Regions from separate parts of the Drosophila melanogaster genome. Here all the other regions are linked to region 1. The links are chromatin contacts, called in public Hi-C maps. All regions are on one chromosome and are shown on one strand. Each heading gives the region's core, a stretch centred on a gene start, on an enhancer-like site or on the middle of the called end of the contact. The rest is flanking DNA. Distances are from core to core; before and after follow the strand shown.

What was found. Hi-C and Micro-C count contacts between places; a contact is called where the count stands out from the background.
Region 2: a Hi-C map of the Kc167 cell line shows a contact between it and region 1, with 4 times the contacts expected there. The contact joins the promoter of pdgy here to the promoter of l(1)G0469 in region 1. A contact is called at or near these places in 3 of 107 Hi-C or Micro-C datasets (the Kc167 cell line, eye imaginal disc and wing imaginal disc) and 2 of 6 datasets of contacts at active chromatin or transcription factors (both in the Kc167 cell line).
Region 3: a contact with region 1 is called in a Hi-C map of the Kc167 cell line, with 2.3 times the contacts expected there. The contact joins the promoter of GstT4 here to the promoter of l(1)G0469 in region 1. A contact is called at or near these places in 3 of 107 Hi-C or Micro-C datasets (the Kc167 cell line and wing imaginal disc).
Region 4: a Hi-C map of the Kc167 cell line shows a contact between it and region 1, with 2.4 times the contacts expected there. The contact joins the promoter of be here to the promoter of l(1)G0469 in region 1. A contact is called at or near these places in 4 of 107 Hi-C or Micro-C datasets (the Kc167 cell line and eye imaginal disc) and 1 of 6 datasets of contacts at active chromatin or transcription factors (the Kc167 cell line).
Region 5: a Hi-C map of the Kc167 cell line shows a contact between it and region 1, with 8 times the contacts expected there. The contact joins the promoter of Lsd-2 here to the promoter of l(1)G0469 in region 1. A contact is called at or near these places in 2 of 107 Hi-C or Micro-C datasets (both in the Kc167 cell line) and 2 of 6 datasets of contacts at active chromatin or transcription factors (both in the Kc167 cell line).
Region 6: a Hi-C map of the Kc167 cell line shows a contact between it and region 1, with 2.7 times the contacts expected there. The contact joins the promoter of RpL37-1 here to the promoter of l(1)G0469 in region 1. A contact is called at or near these places in 7 of 107 Hi-C or Micro-C datasets (the Kc167 cell line, embryo and wing imaginal disc).

The regions. Positions count from the first base shown.
Region 1 is chrX:14,210,092-14,212,806 of dm6, forward strand. l(1)G0469 (lethal (1) G0469) reads right to left here and starts at 1,366. Exons shown (of 3, transcript NM_001272614.1): 1 at 343-1,366. The coding sequence starts at 979. All of the region lies in intron 2 of Prp16 (pre-mRNA processing factor 16), which reads left to right.
Region 2 is chrX:14,952,090-14,954,789 of dm6, forward strand. It overlaps pdgy (pudgy), which reads right to left and starts at 1,443. Exons shown (of 7, transcript NM_001298328.1): 1 at 1,424-1,443. CG9030 reads right to left here. Exons shown (of 3, transcript NM_167422.3): 1 at 2,695-2,700; 2 at 2,459-2,632; 3 at 2,034-2,357. The coding sequence ends at 2,112. lncRNA:CR44831 (long non-coding RNA:CR44831) reads right to left here and starts at 1,608. Exons shown (of 1, transcript NR_123907.1): 1 at 256-1,608.
Region 3 is chrX:13,403,314-13,406,013 of dm6, forward strand. GstT4 (Glutathione S transferase T4) reads left to right here and starts at 1,436. Exons shown (of 4, transcript NM_132658.2): 1 at 1,436-1,771. The coding sequence starts at 1,654.
Region 4 is chrX:15,023,149-15,025,848 of dm6, forward strand. It overlaps be (ben), which reads left to right and starts at 1,288. Exons shown (of 7, transcript NM_167424.2): 1 at 1,288-1,806. The coding sequence starts at 1,555. All of the region lies in intron 13 of hiw (highwire), which reads right to left.
Region 5 is chrX:15,074,759-15,077,475 of dm6, forward strand. Lsd-2 (Lipid storage droplet-2) reads right to left here and starts at 1,462. Exons shown (of 6, transcript NM_001298333.1): 1 at 990-1,462. The coding sequence starts at 1,182.
Region 6 is chrX:15,137,897-15,140,700 of dm6, forward strand. It overlaps RpL37-1 (Ribosomal protein L37-1), which reads right to left and starts at 1,471. Exons shown (of 3, transcript NM_132777.3): 1 at 1,356-1,471; 2 at 1,083-1,218; 3 at 1-1,017. The coding sequence starts at 1,358. The coding sequence ends at 875. It overlaps CG9095, which reads right to left. Exons shown (of 10, transcript NM_132778.2): 10 at 2,041-2,804.

The DNA of each region.
Region 1 (2,715 bases), core at 116-2,615:
GCAAGTGCAAAAACCGAGTACCAAATTTAAATATTAATACTTATTTAATATTATTCGCTTATCACAAAGATATGAGCAGAGTAAACATTCAATTGATCTGCGCACTTAAAGTGATAAAGAGCCACATTTTTGTCGTTTTAATTTTACCACTTATCAAATAGATATGAACAAAATGAAAATGGACTATTAATTTTGTTTATACTCTATATCTATATCCATACAATTTCACACTATGAAATCTCATAAGAATAGTATAAATATGTATAGATTTACTCGCATTTCCGTAATGTCTGCACTTGAAAAGTCGCAACATTTTCTCTGTGTCTTTCGCAATGAACTTACCTTTGGCCACCTTGCAGAGCACGATTCCATACCAAGAGGCGACAGGCGTCTCATTCTCGTCCTGCGTCTCCAGGAAACTGCTACCGTTGCGCGGGATGACCAGCCGCTGGGATTGGTTTTGGATTTGGCTGTGACTATGGCTGTGATTGCGATGCGGCGGCGATGGGTGGTTGGTCAGTGGGCAGTCGAGCTCCTCCAGAGCGTCCACGTCGAGGTCGTTGTCACCGGTGTCGGCTGCTGCGGCCGCTGCTGCTGCGTTAGCTGCGGCCGCCTCGGCTGCGGCGCTGCTGCGGATCTCGACCACGAAACCGCACTCGACGACGGCGCAAAAGATGCGCTGCTCCTCGGGCTTGAACCACTTGGATTCGCGCAGCTTTTGCACTGCCACACTGCTGCCGAATGTGGCGCCCACGGTGCCGCCAGCAATTCCATTCTTTTGCCCGCTGGGCGGCAGTAGGCGGTGGGCGGTGCCGGTTGTGGGATTCTGATGCTGCTGCAGTGGCGGTGGCCAATTGGAGGTGGGCGAGCTGGGCGCCGATTGGGAGTAACCGCTGGCAGGTGGCGCCACCGGTTGGTTGTTGTGACCCTGCAGTGGCCACCATTTCAGCGAGCTGACAAAGCTGTTCGAACGGTTCATTGTGGGCGTTGTTGGGCCTGAAGCGCCCAACTTTCACTCGAAAAAAAATTAATGAAATTCGAAATGCACTTTTCCGCGCGTTTTCCGGAATAACTTTTCTCTCGCTGTTTGCGTTGGATTTTATTTAAATTTGTTGTGTTGTGTTTTGTTCTGTGCTTCTTTCAATTTGCTCTGTTTTTTTTTTTTACGCTTCGATTCGCTGCTGCTGCTTCTTTCGGTTTCTTATGTTATCTGTTTCAGTTTCTTTTTGAGTTTGCCACACTGCACACGAAGTTCGAGTTGTTTCGGTTTGGGTTTTTGGTTTCTGTTTCTGGCTTTTCGTGTTTTTCGCTGCTGCTCTTCAGATATTCCGCCTTATCCGCTCGTCGGTTTGCTTTTTACAAATACAAATGTTTTCGGGCACGTCGCTTTATATGGCTCTGCTCGAGCTCTGCCCAAGCTCTGCCGACTTTGCTCTCATCGGCGCTCTTCGCTCTGCTCACGCACTGTTAACCGAACGTTAACAGTGCAAGAGAGCGCCAGCTCTCAATGTTGCATTTGTTTACAGTACATTGGCCGAAATGCAGCAACATATGCAATGAATTCAGGATTTAAATATGCAAAATTTGTTATCTCCAACAATGTAGGTTTTTAAAAAATGTATTAAGTGCTTGCGAAAGTACAACGAGCTTGCCGCTCGAGCGCGAAAGACTAGCAATATGTTAATTTATTAATCATAAAGTAAATTAAATCTGAACTATCCACAAACAATGTCCATAACTGTTCTGTGCATATGACTGTGCATTTGCATTACTTTTTAGTGTGCAACTCAATAAGAAAATAAGTTTTTTAAAAAACTTGTTGTTTGCTATATGATGTTTACCTGGATCATTGATATTCAATTACAACTTGGTATTAAATCTTTAAGTCTTGCGCCCAAAACTGCTTTTCTAGTCCACTGTTCATATTACAGTCATGAAATTCATGTTGCAAAAAAACCAAGAGTAGATCAAATGGTAAAGTTGCTCATATGTCTTCAACTAATCGGATAGGAAATACTAATTTCTGCTTTTTGAAGCAAACTATAAATTGCAGTTTAGGAAAATGCAAACCGCAACTACTAAGATAGTTATTGAATTCCAACACCCAAGGGACTGAGTCTAAAGATAACTTAACGGAGAGCGATATTATTTATAACCGAAGCCGGTTTATTTCAGAGAGGAATCTCAATCTCGCTGAGGCTCTCTGTCTGTCTCTCTTTCCCTCTCTCTCTCCGCCTTTCGAACTGTGAACTGTGGTGAGTATGGCATTCCGCTATGCTGTTTCGCCATTCTCTTCCCCCGCAAACGGCGCGCCAACTAAATAATTATCTATTTTACGGCTATAAGGCCAATATTTCGATCCTTGTGTGGCTCGTGCGGCGACATCCTTCGAGTGGAACCGACTGGATTATGGCCCCCCAATTATGAGCATTATTTGTTGGGCTTTCGTCAACGTCGCAGTTATTCGTCACGAAGCCCAATTGTAGACAAAAACGTCACTGGCCAGGTGAATTGATTGATGCGAATGGAGGTTTATTGCTTAATGGTTTGTTTTCGATTCGGTTCGATCTCAAACGAAACATGTGATCGAGCACGGGCAACACTCGATAGTATGTATGAAATGACAAAATTAACGAACAAACCCCCTCATTTCGTTCGAAGAACTTGTTACAATTCAATAGGTTATCTTATCGATTGATAAATAGCAATAAGAAC
Region 2 (2,700 bases), core at 193-2,692, 740 kb after region 1:
CTTCCTTTCTGGAACTAAAACTTAAACATTAACCAGTGCATTCACCCTCTTGGTAAACTCAACACTCTGTTGCCACACGTTTCACCAGCTGGGGAAAATTCTGCGTTTGAAATGGACACTTGTGAGACGGCAATGCTATTCACGGTTTTTTATAAATATATATGTACATACATATATCTCATGTATGCAACGTAAGCGGAACTCAAGGCCAAAAAAGAGGCCCTCTACCTTTCTCCTCCCTCGACCACTCAAACACTCTTGCAAAGCGAGCTCTATGCAAATGAGTGCTCTCTTTCTCTTACATCGATCGCGTTACAGTTGCATTTGCATTGAGAGAAATTAAATGAAAAGGAGAGAGTTACAGTGGGCCTGATATCCAGTTTTATACAGTATAGCATATAGTTTGGTATTATATAGATGTGGGATACTTGTTATTCAATAGTTGATTGCATTTCGAACTTATCTTATGTACACTCGCATGTAATGTGCTTTTTTTATTCGCATAACATTTCAAACAGCATTTTTAATGCACCACACACACTATATCTCGCTCTTGCTCTGCCCCCCGCCCACATCTACAGTTGAGCTCACAATTATAGCACCACAGGCTTATTAATTGTGAATATTGAAAGTATAATGGCTAATTAAATTAGTAAACGTGCTATAATGGATCACTAATGTATTATCTGTTAAGTTTGGTATAACCAGTCTTAAATATAAATCATGTTTCTATGATAGAGATCTTCGAAATGTTAACGTTTCGGATCATTTTTTTTTTTAAATAAAGCGTAAAGAACTACGTGGGGCTTTAAAGGTTATTTTAAAAACTAAATGATAAGATCTACTTATGTAAATAATAAAAGATACTGACTTCGTTTGTCTCAACTTTCTCTTGAGACTTATAAAGAAGCCCAACGATCAATAAGTAATTTCTGTGTAATGCCAAGAGAAGATTTTATGATATTTTGCGTACAGATGTTGGATATGCTAAAAGTTCGAACTAGCCTGTGCGGGAGCATGCAAAATGTGTGCGTTTCGCGCAAACGAGTCGTCGTACTTTCTTGGTGCTGTTTTGTGTTGAACTTTGGACCCTGGCTCAGCCCCCTTCCCCTTATGACCGTTGAAAGCGGGACCAAAACAAACTCCAAAATGTTTATCTCAGCAAACCAGTTTTTCTCAACTTCATTAAGACGGTTGCATGTGAGTTTTTGGCTTCGTTTTTCGTTGCTTTTTTGTTTTATTATTATACGTCTGTTTTTCTTTTCATTTGCTGCAGCTCCAACTTGTTTATCTTGGCTATTTTCGAGCTTGGTTATGGGTGGGATTTAGATTTCAGAGGTGAACCCAACAGCCTTTTCAGTTGTTTTATCAGTTTTTAGTGGGGGGATTTGCCACAGGTTACAGTTTTTCGTCTATCACTCACGCAAACACCTGCGCACTAATTCGGTAATCTGTTGTGCTCAGTGTTCGCTGGGGAACTGCCACCAACTTGATGCTCTGTCCTAAAAAAAGGGTGCCGTGGAGCGCGGAGGTGGCGGGTCTGAACGTCTTTGCAACGTGCTCTCTTGAAAAGAGAGGTAGATGGTGAGCGAACACGCTGCTTGCGGGGGTGGGTTTAGACATCAGTAATGGTTATTTAGCCATTTTTTTTTTAATTCTATATTTTTATTTTTATTTTATAACAAATATTTAATAGATAGATAGAAAGTGACAGTATTACATTTTGTCATATTTCATGATTCCTAAAATCATGTTTAGTACCAATATTAATCATTACATATTATTAAATGGGTTTTTTAACCTCAAAAAGAAGCTTTCAATTCCTATTTAAAACAGATCTATTTATTAAGTTCCTCTAAGCCTAAGTTGTTCTTTAGGATAAAATGTGATCCATAAAGCTTAAAAACCAAAAGCTTTATAACAATTGAAGCGTTAATAACAATGTTGCACATGTGCGCTACCTGTTGGTCAATTGCCATTACTCGGCACAACATCCAGGTGGCGCTGTTTTTGTTAAATAATTAATTTTTTTTATTACATTTTGTTAATATGAGAAAAATACAGTACGACGTAAAATGTAGTTAAATATTATTTTCACTTATTTTGACAATTTATGGGGCATATCTTTCCATTGACCACCAAACAACATCCTGATAACCGTAAAATTCGATCAGTTGCCTGAGAGTCGACCGCACAGAAAGGACACAGTACAAGTTGATAACCGGGATCAAAGTCTTGAACAAGAAGCCGTTGCCTATAGTCCTGTTCACTAAGGCATCTGACAGCACCAATAATATATCGATGGATGTAATGGTGGCATAAATCACAAACCATGGACCAATGTAATGCGGCTTGAGCTGGATTCAAATAATGTTTACAATATATTAATGGAATTCAAAGAAGTTTTTGAATAGATATCGTTTTTTTTTTTTTTGTATATGATATTTTTAGTACTCACGGTGGCCAAGGCGTATAGCAGTATTGTCCACGCCGTTAACATTAAAATGCATCCGATGATACGAAAGCGGCGCAATTGCTTGTATTTGAAATTCTTTACCTTCCTTAGCCGATGCGACTTCTTCAGATGCGCCTTCTTGAACAAAATGCTTATGAATTCTAGACAATTGTGAGTCTGTGTTGAGATAGGTGTAATAAATGCACATCTGAAATATAAAGCAATTTGCATATACGCACCGATCC
Region 3 (2,700 bases), core at 186-2,685, 810 kb before region 1:
TTCAAAAATAAATATAAAAAATTAAATGTTTCCAACTTTTTAAGTTAGTAAGTTAAATAATTAGCAATAGAAATTAACTATTTTTTATAGGATAATCATAGCGAAATTTCTGAAAATGCACGAAATGAACAGCTGATCAAAAGTGAAGTGTAGTGCACTCTATTGAGCCATTATCGTGGCAAGTATCTTTGTGCCAACTGTTGTGCCACCTTGTACGGACAGCGTACACTTGTGACAGCGAATGCATCTTAGAGATACAGATACATCCGAAGACAAGGCACTTTGGCTGGCACTTCGGCCCAGTTTTATCAGCTCAACAGTTGAACAAAAACAATTCGCTGACCGATATGGAAGGTATAGTTGTGTTTCTTGTTCTTGTTGGTATTTTCTGTTATTGGCCCCGTTTTTGGTAAACAAGATAACACCGCACATCGTAGATTCGTTTAGTGGGGTGCTGTGGGGCTTGGGATCGCTGGGATCCTCAAAACACTTATTAATACTAAGCATTTTCTGATTGGAAATCGTCGCCAGATAACGCACGAATATATCAAAGCTAGTCCAGTACAAAGGCGAAAGAGCCGAATACCGAGTCAAAAAGAAACCAGCAAAACAAAAACAAGAAAAGCCGCAGCAGCAACAAAATACTAAAAGCAAAACAAACAGCGATAAAATCGAACAGCTAGGCACACTTGAAATACCCTATCGAAAATTGGGAAAGCCCTAACACATGGATTTAAGCCAAGTGTTCGTTAAGCCCTGAGTAAATGCATCGAGTTTAATAGCGGCAAGGGAAGCTATATGGACTCTATATGACTTTATGGTTAAAATATAAGCTGCTTGTAACTATCGCATTTATGTAAGTTTTAGTATGAATTTTGGTATACGGCCAAGAAAATGAGTAATAAAACCTGGTACCAATTTTCACCACCATCCGATTGGTAATACCCGAGTTACGATAGGTAAGTTTTGCATATCCCGCTCTCTTTTCGCTGTGGGCCACACCCTCTTTTCAAAGGGGCATGCAGTCGCAATGTCTCGATCTCAGCGAAAGGGTAGCGCCAGTGTCAGCAGAGGCGGAGCAGAGGAGCAGCAGTGGGGGCACCATATACAATGTACATATGCACAAGAAGCCGGTCTTTTTTGTCTCTGTTTTTGTTTTTGTGTTCGCTTTGTTTTTTTCTCTTTTTTTTTTTTTTTTTTGTTAGCATCTTGTTGTGATCGCAACGCTGCTCCGCTGGCTTGTTTTTGCGGCGCATTTAATGAATGCGCCCCGTTCACCCCTCCCCTAATACTTCACACACACCACACACCGTACACCAAACGCCATACACCATACACCATACACCACACACCACCTCACCCCACCCACCAGTTTGCTGCGCAGTCGGCGTCGACGCAGCGGCATTGCGTTTAAAATGTCGCAGCGACGGCGCTGCGGAGCTCAGTCTAGCAGCAAAAGTCCAGCGATACGGTTCCAAAGCGATCTGATCTCAGTTTCGATTTGAATCCCCCGATCTGGAATTTCGAATTTTGGATTGTACTGCAGTGCATTGAAGTGCCTACACAACTTTTTTTTTCGCACCCACTCTAGTCACTTGGAGAGAGCACACTGTATATAGTTGGAATATATATATATTAGTATATATCAACGAGATGTCGCAGCCACTCAAGTTCTACTTCGATTTCCTGAACCAATCGAGCCGGGCGCTCTACATCCTCCTGGAGGCCTCCAAGATCCCCTTCGAGGCCATACCCATATCGATGCTCAAAGGTGAGTAGTACTCGCTGTTAAGAAGGGAGTGGTGGTGGGCAGGGAGTACGTGAGCGGTGGCACACACAGCCACATCTATAAGACCAGCCACATCTATAAGGGCCCAAAGGTCGAACCAACCGACCAACCGACCAACCGACCAACCGACCGACCGACGAACACATTCCTATGCATTTATGCTGCCCTTTGTTTTCGATATTTTTCGAGTCGGCGAGTGAGTTTCCAAATAAATTTTCCGCTCGTTAAAAATTCCACAATCCAAACGAAAAGTTTCCAAGGCGAAAGCGGGCAGACGTCGTTTTTGAAATAGTGTCACTCCATTCGAAAACAATTGAGGAACTGTGGAACATGGCGAGATTAGACGAACATATGTATTGTACATACATATGTACATATGAGTTCAATGCAAACGTGATTGTTCTCAAAAATAATTTCTTAGCAAATGATAGATAAGATTAAAAGGAATCCCGAAACGAACGTGAGGATTCCTTAGAAAGTGTGTGCAAAATAATTATATTTTTTTTTTTTGCAGAAGTGTTCGAGCATTATTGAGCAGTCGCACTTTGAACGTGTTTACAGATAATCTTAGCCTTTGGGGGCATCCAAAAAAAAAAAAGAAAACCGGCTAATTGCCTTCTATTCACGCTTTTATCGCAGGGCAAACAAACTACAAACTCAAATATGGGTTTCAAAAATATACAATATATGTACATACTATATATTATTCTTGATTCAATAGTATAGATTCAGTACTGTACCTTAAATTCGCAGTGCACTTTGCTCGTGTTTACTCCGCACGAGAATTTAGAAACCGATCTTTGCGCTGGTTTTATCACCTGCTCGCCAAACTGGGACACTTATCAAATTTTCGATGAGATCCAGCGTTTTGTTAGCCACTTTGTTATTTCCATTACCATTCGCTTGAGTTT
Region 4 (2,700 bases), core at 38-2,537, 810 kb after region 1:
TATACAAGTTACGTTTCTACAGCTGCGTTCATAAAAAAAAAACAAGAGGAACACTAAGAAATACAAAGGTATTTTTTCATTTTTCCATTATTTTTTGTAAAATGGCTAAGAATTGATTCATACAAAATGAAATAGAGGTAATGCCAGCACTCTTCCGTTTTAAACCGGCGTAGGTGTAAAGCTGTGTTGACTAACAAAAACTATCCAACCAAGTATTAGATCCTAGTTAACTTAAAAAAAAAGAAAAATTAAGTTCGTTCTAAGTCAAGTTGAATTTTGTTAATATTTTTTCATAGCACTGCTATTTCAGTGAACACCACAATTTCTCCCTATTATGTTGTTTTAATCTATATTTTCGAAACTATTGAAGAAATAAAAATGAAACATTTCTTGAATTGTTTGAATTTAAATACGAAATGATATTATAAAAAAAAAAATTGACCATTAAAACTGTGAATCATTGGAATTTTTTATCTTAAACTCGCAGGTCCAAAGCTCTGCTCTTTTACGATCACAGCTGTAAAGAATACGTATACGTATTCTTTTTGATTGGCAGTTTTAGACAAGATTTCAGTTTATATTCATTCAAAAGCTTAAATTCATTTCTTTTGCTATTGTAGGGGATGCAAGGTTATTCTACGTTATTAACTGTGAATAATAGGGAATGTTTTAAGCAGGTGTCCCCAGCACTCTTTTTTTATGAACACAGCCGAACGAAGAAGTCAGCTCAGCTATCTGCTGAATGTCTGCTGAATGTAAGCTGAATGCGAGTGTATGAAAGAGAGAGAGAGAGAGAGAAAGAGAGTAAGTCGGGAGAGATACACTGCGAAAAACTATTCCACTTTCACTATTCCCCAACATTAAATAAACAATGATTAGGTTTTTATAAATGAGTCATTTTTCGGAGATATTTAAAATAAATAATTAATTAAAATAGTTAGAAAAGCTATTGATCATATGATTCTCCCAAGATATTGTTACAAAAATATATATAGGCTCCATGCGATTTAATTTTTGTTGGTAATTTAAAAATGCTCTTTAGGATAAATATCGTTGAATATTAAACAAAAACTTTCTGTACAAAATATTTAGAATGTTTAAATATTAAACAATAGTTATTCTTAAATATTTTTCATTTACATTTAATCATTTTCATATTTTTCATTTCATCAATTTAATACATGAGTTGAATACTAGGTCGCAGTGTACTATACCGAGAGAGAGTGAGAAAGAATCGTGGAATCGGAACACGGGCGATCAGACGGCCCGATCGACGAGACGGTAGCTTTAGAGCTAAACGAACTGCCATCCGGTAAACACGTCTCACAACGTTATTTGTGTTGAATATATATATATTTTTTTGTTGTGGCTCTTTTTTTTTAATTTCTGCGGCCCCTAAAGTTCGACGATCGTGAGAAGGGAAAAAGAGTGTGAAGTGACCTAAGCGGTTTTGAAATATCTATCTTGGCAAAACGAAAACAAATTTGTTAAAGCACATATAAACAAAAACAAAATAACAAAAATAAAAGTGAAGCAAAGGTGAAGAAGACCAGAATGAATTCGCGACGGATTGCTCTGGTCCTCCTAATCGGCATAATCGTTTCGTTTTCTGGCCATGATGCACTAACCTATCCGGAGCGCTTCGATCGCCTGCCCACTTGGGGTGGTCATTCCCAAATTGGTGGGCCGCTGCTGGATACCGCCCACCGGGAGAATCGTGAGAAAAGGGAGAATAGGGTGGACCTGTGCCGGCACTGTTTCTGCATTCATCTCAAGGCAATCTGTGATTACAAGCTTAACAAAACGGTGAGTTTTTCGGTTTCGGTTTTGGTTTCGTGTCATATCATGTCACCTACACCTATGTATGTATGTTTAACTCATCGAACCGCAGCCGCACTAAACGGTTTTAAATATCACTTAATTGGTCATCGATTCGATTAGTCATCGCTACTGGTGCGTCTCAATAACACTCTTGGCACTAAGTTGTCTAATTGAGAATGGGTTAGCATGGGTTAACAGGTACGAAACTAATGTAGTTTTGCTTATTGCTCCATAATTCTATTAAATTATTGAACATTCACATAAAATGGAACAGTCTAGAACAACTTAGAAGTAGAACTTCCTCCAATAAAACACATGAGTTCATATATGTATTTACATTTATATATATAACGGTTAGGTTTAAAGGAAATTGTACCTTCTACTTCGGCCACTCTGAAATTCGTTAACCTTGTTTTTCCAATTAGCGAAAAATTGGAAGGCTTTTGTCTGTTTTGGTGTGACATTTTTGAATGGACTTCATTATACTGTCTGACTTAAAACGTTGCCAATTGTTAGCATTTTGAGTGTGCTTTTGGAATGATTGCATTATAATAATATAAAATTTATATGATGCGTGGAATCGCAGCAGAATTATAATCAAAAAATTATGTAAAGAATCCAAATCACACCACAAAATGTGTATACAAGATATTCACTGTATATTCTCCATATACTTCAAAGATATTATCGCCTTGAAAAGAAAACATTTTTTTTCGCTTAATATGTAAAATGTAAGGTATTTGACCGTGGTATTTTTTTTTTTTTTTTGCGAAAATTATAGTTTTCCGGACTTGAGAAAATGCGCTCTCCCAGCACTTTTTGAAATGTAATGAAAATGAATGAAAGAGTAAACTGAAATGAAAGAAGACGGCGCCGTTG
Region 5 (2,717 bases), core at 212-2,711, 860 kb after region 1:
CAACTGCAGCAACAACAACTGCGAAATATCACAAACAAGTCGAAAGTCCAACTAGAATTTTTGTTGTCGTTGCTGCTGACGGTGAGACCCCAAGAGCCCCTTAGCATAAGTGCTGCCCGCTTTAGTTAGTTTCCAGCCAAATCTAGCTTTATTCGACAGCGGTAATTGGTATTGTCTAGTAAATGCATTAAGTATTTGTTTTTTCAGGGATCTGTGCTTTTACGATCGGCAAACTTAGGCTGGGATCAATATTGAGAAGAAAACTAGTAACATTATTTTAGCTATAATTAAAGTGCAAGTTTAGCTTAACTTTTGGTCAGATCGAGCAGCACTGCCAGTGCCAGTGGCGTTGCCATTGGGTCTGCTTTGCTTTTCCTCTTGTCAAAACGAGCCCCCTTTTGTTGACGGCGCCTCTGCGGCTGCAGCCTACGTGCGGTGGCCTTTTTGCCGTCAGCCACCGCTCTCTCTCTCCTCACTCTATCTCTCTTGCGCTCTCTATTGCGTTGGCCAAGATTGTTTTATTATTATGTAAATTTTAAGCGAACTTTGAACGCAACGCGTCACGAGGGCAAAGTGCCGGCCTTTTTGCTTTTCTTATTGCTAGGTCATGGTTGTTGTTGCTGTGATTTCGATTATTGAACGACCGGCAATCAATTTATATCAATTGAGCTTAATTTCTGGCCAATTAAACGAAAAAAAAGTTGAACAAAAAAAAGTTGTTTCTGCCCTCTATGTGCGTTTCGAGTTCGAATTGCAACTCGAAATAAAATGGCGAAGCAAAGTCAAAAAAGCAACGGTTTCGGTTTCGATTACGGCTTCGAGTGCATATGGTCGCTGCAATTGTTGTTGCTATTTACCTCCTCCTTCACCGGTCGTTTATTCTCTATATGTGCCGTTAGGCGCGCCAAAGTAACGGGACTTGAGCGAGTTCAATGCACCCGGAGGAGGTCTTATTTTCATTTTCTTCTGTTTTCCTTTGCTGCACTTACCTTTTACTTTGCCATAGACATCCTGGGACTTGTCCCATGCCGCATTTACCACGGGCAATTTGATGATCCTCTCGAGGGACTCAAGGTGCGGCAGAAGGTCCTTGGCATCCTTGGGCTGGTCCACATCGTTCATCGCCGTTCCATTGCCAGTTGTTCCGTTCCCGGTGGCGTGTTTCTGCTCTGCACTGGCCATGATCAGTTTTCTTTGGTTCCTCTTGCGCTGCTTTCTGCTGCCCTTTTCACTTTTTCTTTCTGTCTTTCGCTATCAAGCTCTTCCGCTTGCCACCGCACTTTTCTTTTCGCCTCTTGCTTCTTTTCTTTCACGAACAAAAAAACAGCTTAACCTGCGAGTGAGTGTGTGAATGTAGGGTATGCGTGTGTCTGCGTTCTGGAAGCACTCTGTTTTATTTTATTCCTAGCACTTTTTGGCACGTCTGCTCACGTCTGCTCGTTGGGACTCTCTGACTGATTTGCGAGCTGCGCGGCTGGTTTATTATATGAGCGAGTGCCGCCGCCAGTGTTGCCAGCGCCGAGCAACAAAAAGCTATGAGCAACAGTGATGCCGCAGGTGGCAAGAAGTGGATGAGGAAATTTTAGTCAAATAGCTAAAAAGTACAGTTTTTACCAATAGAGCTTACTTTTTGTTCAAACCGCAGTGTGTTTTTTCCAAGATTTATGCCTAGTCAAGGGTCATGTGGCTATAATACACTTTGTATTATTAAAATTTAACCATGAGCTTTGACAAGCACGATTACTACAAAATATAATTATAATATTAAAATCTTCGAACTTGTGTACTTAACCATACACAAATTTGTTTATCAAAAATGTTGAGTAATAAATAATAATAATGTAATAAAATATCGCAGACAGTGAAAAAACAGTGCTAAACAAATAAAAAGGTTAAAATAACCAAATAATATAAATGAGCTTAGGAACATTTCTTTGCAACATATATCTTGAAAATAGCTAGATCGTTTGCTGCTGTAAGATAGCTTCGCTGCGAAGAGAGCAGAGCGCCAAAGCAGTATCAGCGAGAGTTTGAGATTAGGACTCTCTTTGAGGACCCCATATACAGTTTGTCAAGAAACTGTTTACATACTGTGAAATAAGTTGAATTTTTGACTTTAAAGCTAAAATTAAAGGTTTTTTGCTTAATTAAACGCAATTTTTTTTATAAAATTTAATTAAACAATATTTATTTTACTTATAAATCAAAAAACAAATATTAAAATATTAAATATACAAGAAAATAAACAACATAATCCAAGTTTACACACCTTTGAGACTGTCAAGAAACTCTTTACACATTTTGTTTTCCTACTTTGTTTTGTTCTTTTTCTTAGAACGAACTCGATTTTTCCGTTATTTTTGGCTTTGCATTGCTTTTTACAACGCTTCTAATGAAATTTGTTTGACTTTGCTTGAAGCGAATTATTATTTTATATTTAATTAAATTATATTTAATTTATTTTTTGATTTATAAGTAAAATAAATACTGTTTAATTTTATTTTATACAAAAATTGCGTTTAATTAAGCAAAAAACACTTAATTTTTAGCTTTAAAGTCAAAAATTCAACTTATTTCACAGTGTGTAAACAGTTTCTTGACAAACTGTAATTATAATATGAATAAATGTACTATAGTTTTTGAACAGTACACTTAAATTGTTATGATGAATTATTATAGTACAAACGCTTTGTTTGAAATAAGTACAATTGTGTACT
Region 6 (2,804 bases), core at 221-2,720, 930 kb after region 1:
TTTGCTTCTGTTGAATCTTGTCAGATATATATTTCATTTTTAGAATGGCAATTTAAAGTGTTTTTTATGAATTATTGTAGAATAACTGCTCGTGTACTAACTGCAACCATTTCAATTGCTACAAATCGAAGCAAGGCACATATAGTTAATAATTTTTGTTGTGTCTGCAGTTCTATCATATGTTTTACCATATATGGGGCTACGTTTAAAAACAAAGAATTACAATTCATAGTAAACAGAAACTATCATCTTATGGCGAGAACACGTTTTTCGCAACTTTGAACGATTTATATGGTTCTTAATCTGTTTTTGGAAACGATATATTCTAATTAGAAGTTTTTATAGCACAGAAAGCGATTTTCATTTACATTTGAGCTGTGGTATGAATTGCCATGCTTTTGGTTTAGTTACCGAAGCTCTTGGATTTTATAGCTGACTATACTGCGTTTATTAAAGCGTTCTTTTTTAGTTTTCAATAAAAGCTACGTGGATAGCCTGCCCTGGAAAAGTATTCGACTACCAGCGAACACTAACAATTTTTGCGAAAACCACGAGGAAATCAGCCCTACAAGCATTTGGTTATGGATCTTGGCCATTTACACGCTATCTTTTGATCGCTTTTCGGTCACATTTCACTTTTGTTGCACAAACAATAAAAAAATATTCACCAGTTTCACTTAATAAAAAAAAACGTTCATTTATTAGCGCTCGAGCGATTTATTAGCCATGTTGAGGGGCCATTTTCAGTGGATTTTAGATGGTGTGTACACGTTGATCAACTGGAGGCTGTCGTTATCTGCGGTTAAGGGAGCAGCTGCTATCTCCGTCCATATAGCCCGGTGTGGGATATACATCTTGGGACACACAGAGCCTCCTACTTGCTGGCCACGGCCTTCTTGGGCTTGGCCTGGGTGCCCTCGCGGAATCCGTTGCGGAAACGGCGGCGCACAACCTTCAGGTGCTGCATGCGACCGGTGCCGGTGGTCTTCCTCCTCTTGGCCTTCACGGACCAGTTGTCTAGTGTGCGGAGAATACAATTATTAACCTGGTTACTGGGCGGGGATTGGGGCATCTTGACTTACAGGAACGCAACTTGGCGGCGGGGTAGCCGCACTGGGCGCAAGTGGACTTCTGGATGTGGTAGGAGGAGCGGCCACAGCGACGGCACAGGGTGTGCGTCTTATTGTGGCGCTTACCAAAGCTGGAGGTACCCTTCGTCTGTAATGGAAACACGCAGGGTATTAGCAGTTCGGCTTGCACGGCACACTCAAAAAAATATAAGGGAAAACACTCGAAATAGGCTGCCTGGCTGGCAGGGCAAGTGTATTTCGGTTTAACGAGCACATTGTACGCACCATCTCTCGTGGCGAACGGTTTAAGAATCGAACGAAACTTGCAAGCTACAAATTTAGCACGTGGCTTCTAGCAAAGACGACTTCTCCGGAAGCGCAGCAAAAAGAAAAGGGAAGAAGAAGAGACGCTGGTGGTGAGCAGAGATTAGTGTGGCCGCGTTGCGCGAGTATCGATAGTTTTTGTCCGCAGGGTTGCTTAAATACCGAAAGTTGGTATTTATGGTGTAGCCATTTGGTGGCCTAGCAGCCGCAGAGTTGCCAGACGGATAGAAAATTTAATTATATACTGAACTACAAAAACACTGCATTAATGTACAGCCACTTTACGTAATTGTAGAACACATAATGTATCCGATTTAATGAACCTATTATTGTTTCTATTACAACAGTTATCAAAATTAACAGCCTCGTATCAAAAAATACCAATTACATAAATTTCTCATAACAGCGGACTTGCGCCTAACAGCACTACTATCGGCTGCCATTTCGATAGCACAACAGCACTTGGCAAGTTGGCATTTTAACAGCGACACCATATGTTAAATCAGCTGTTCCTTCAAAAGGCCAATAGATGGCGCTTATTATTGCCCGCCAATTTTGAAGTATGATTTGTATTTCGTTCATTTACAAACTTCGTTTATTGGAAATAATAAAACCAACCAGAAAGGTAAAAATCCAAATCTTGTTTAGTAAAAATATTCATTGTTTTATTTATGAAATAAATTATTATTATTTACATTGGAAATAATGCACGAAATTCAAATAATATTGCATACTGAGCGACATTTTAGCACTGGACCGCTCGACGATACACACGCGAAAACAAAATCTACAAATTACAAGACTCTAGAAATACAAATACAGGGCGATATATAATGGGTAGGTACAAAAACATAATGAAATGGTGTAGCTTGGTGAGTTGGGGCTAATAATAATATATATACTCTTTCGATCCTGTGCAGATATTTATACACTATGTTCGGTGTGGCACGCGTACTACGATATTATTTGCTGTTGCTGCTGCTGCCGATTGGAGTTTTGTGATTTGTTTTTGAATTTTTTTTTATGGATTTTTTCTTGTGGAATGGATGGGTAGTTCTATCTAGTGTAAGTGTTTACGTAACTAATTTGCGACTATGAGCAAGTCGATTGGGCTTGAGACCTCAAACGAAACCAAGTTGCACATAATTTGGCTGCAGCTGTGTGATCTGCTTGCTGGGTGAAGGGGAAATGGGGTGGAGTGACCTTCGGGGAGGTGTGGATGTGGGTGGACTTGGTGGTGCCTTGCAACTAATTACTACGCCTCGCCTTTTTGCCCTTTTTCACGCCTTTACATACAACTAATTCATAAAGAAAATTTAACTAAGAACCTTATGAAAGCTTTGCGAATAAATTATACGAGTTCGGACCAAATCTTAGCACGAGTGCATATATACTTATAAATGGGACCGT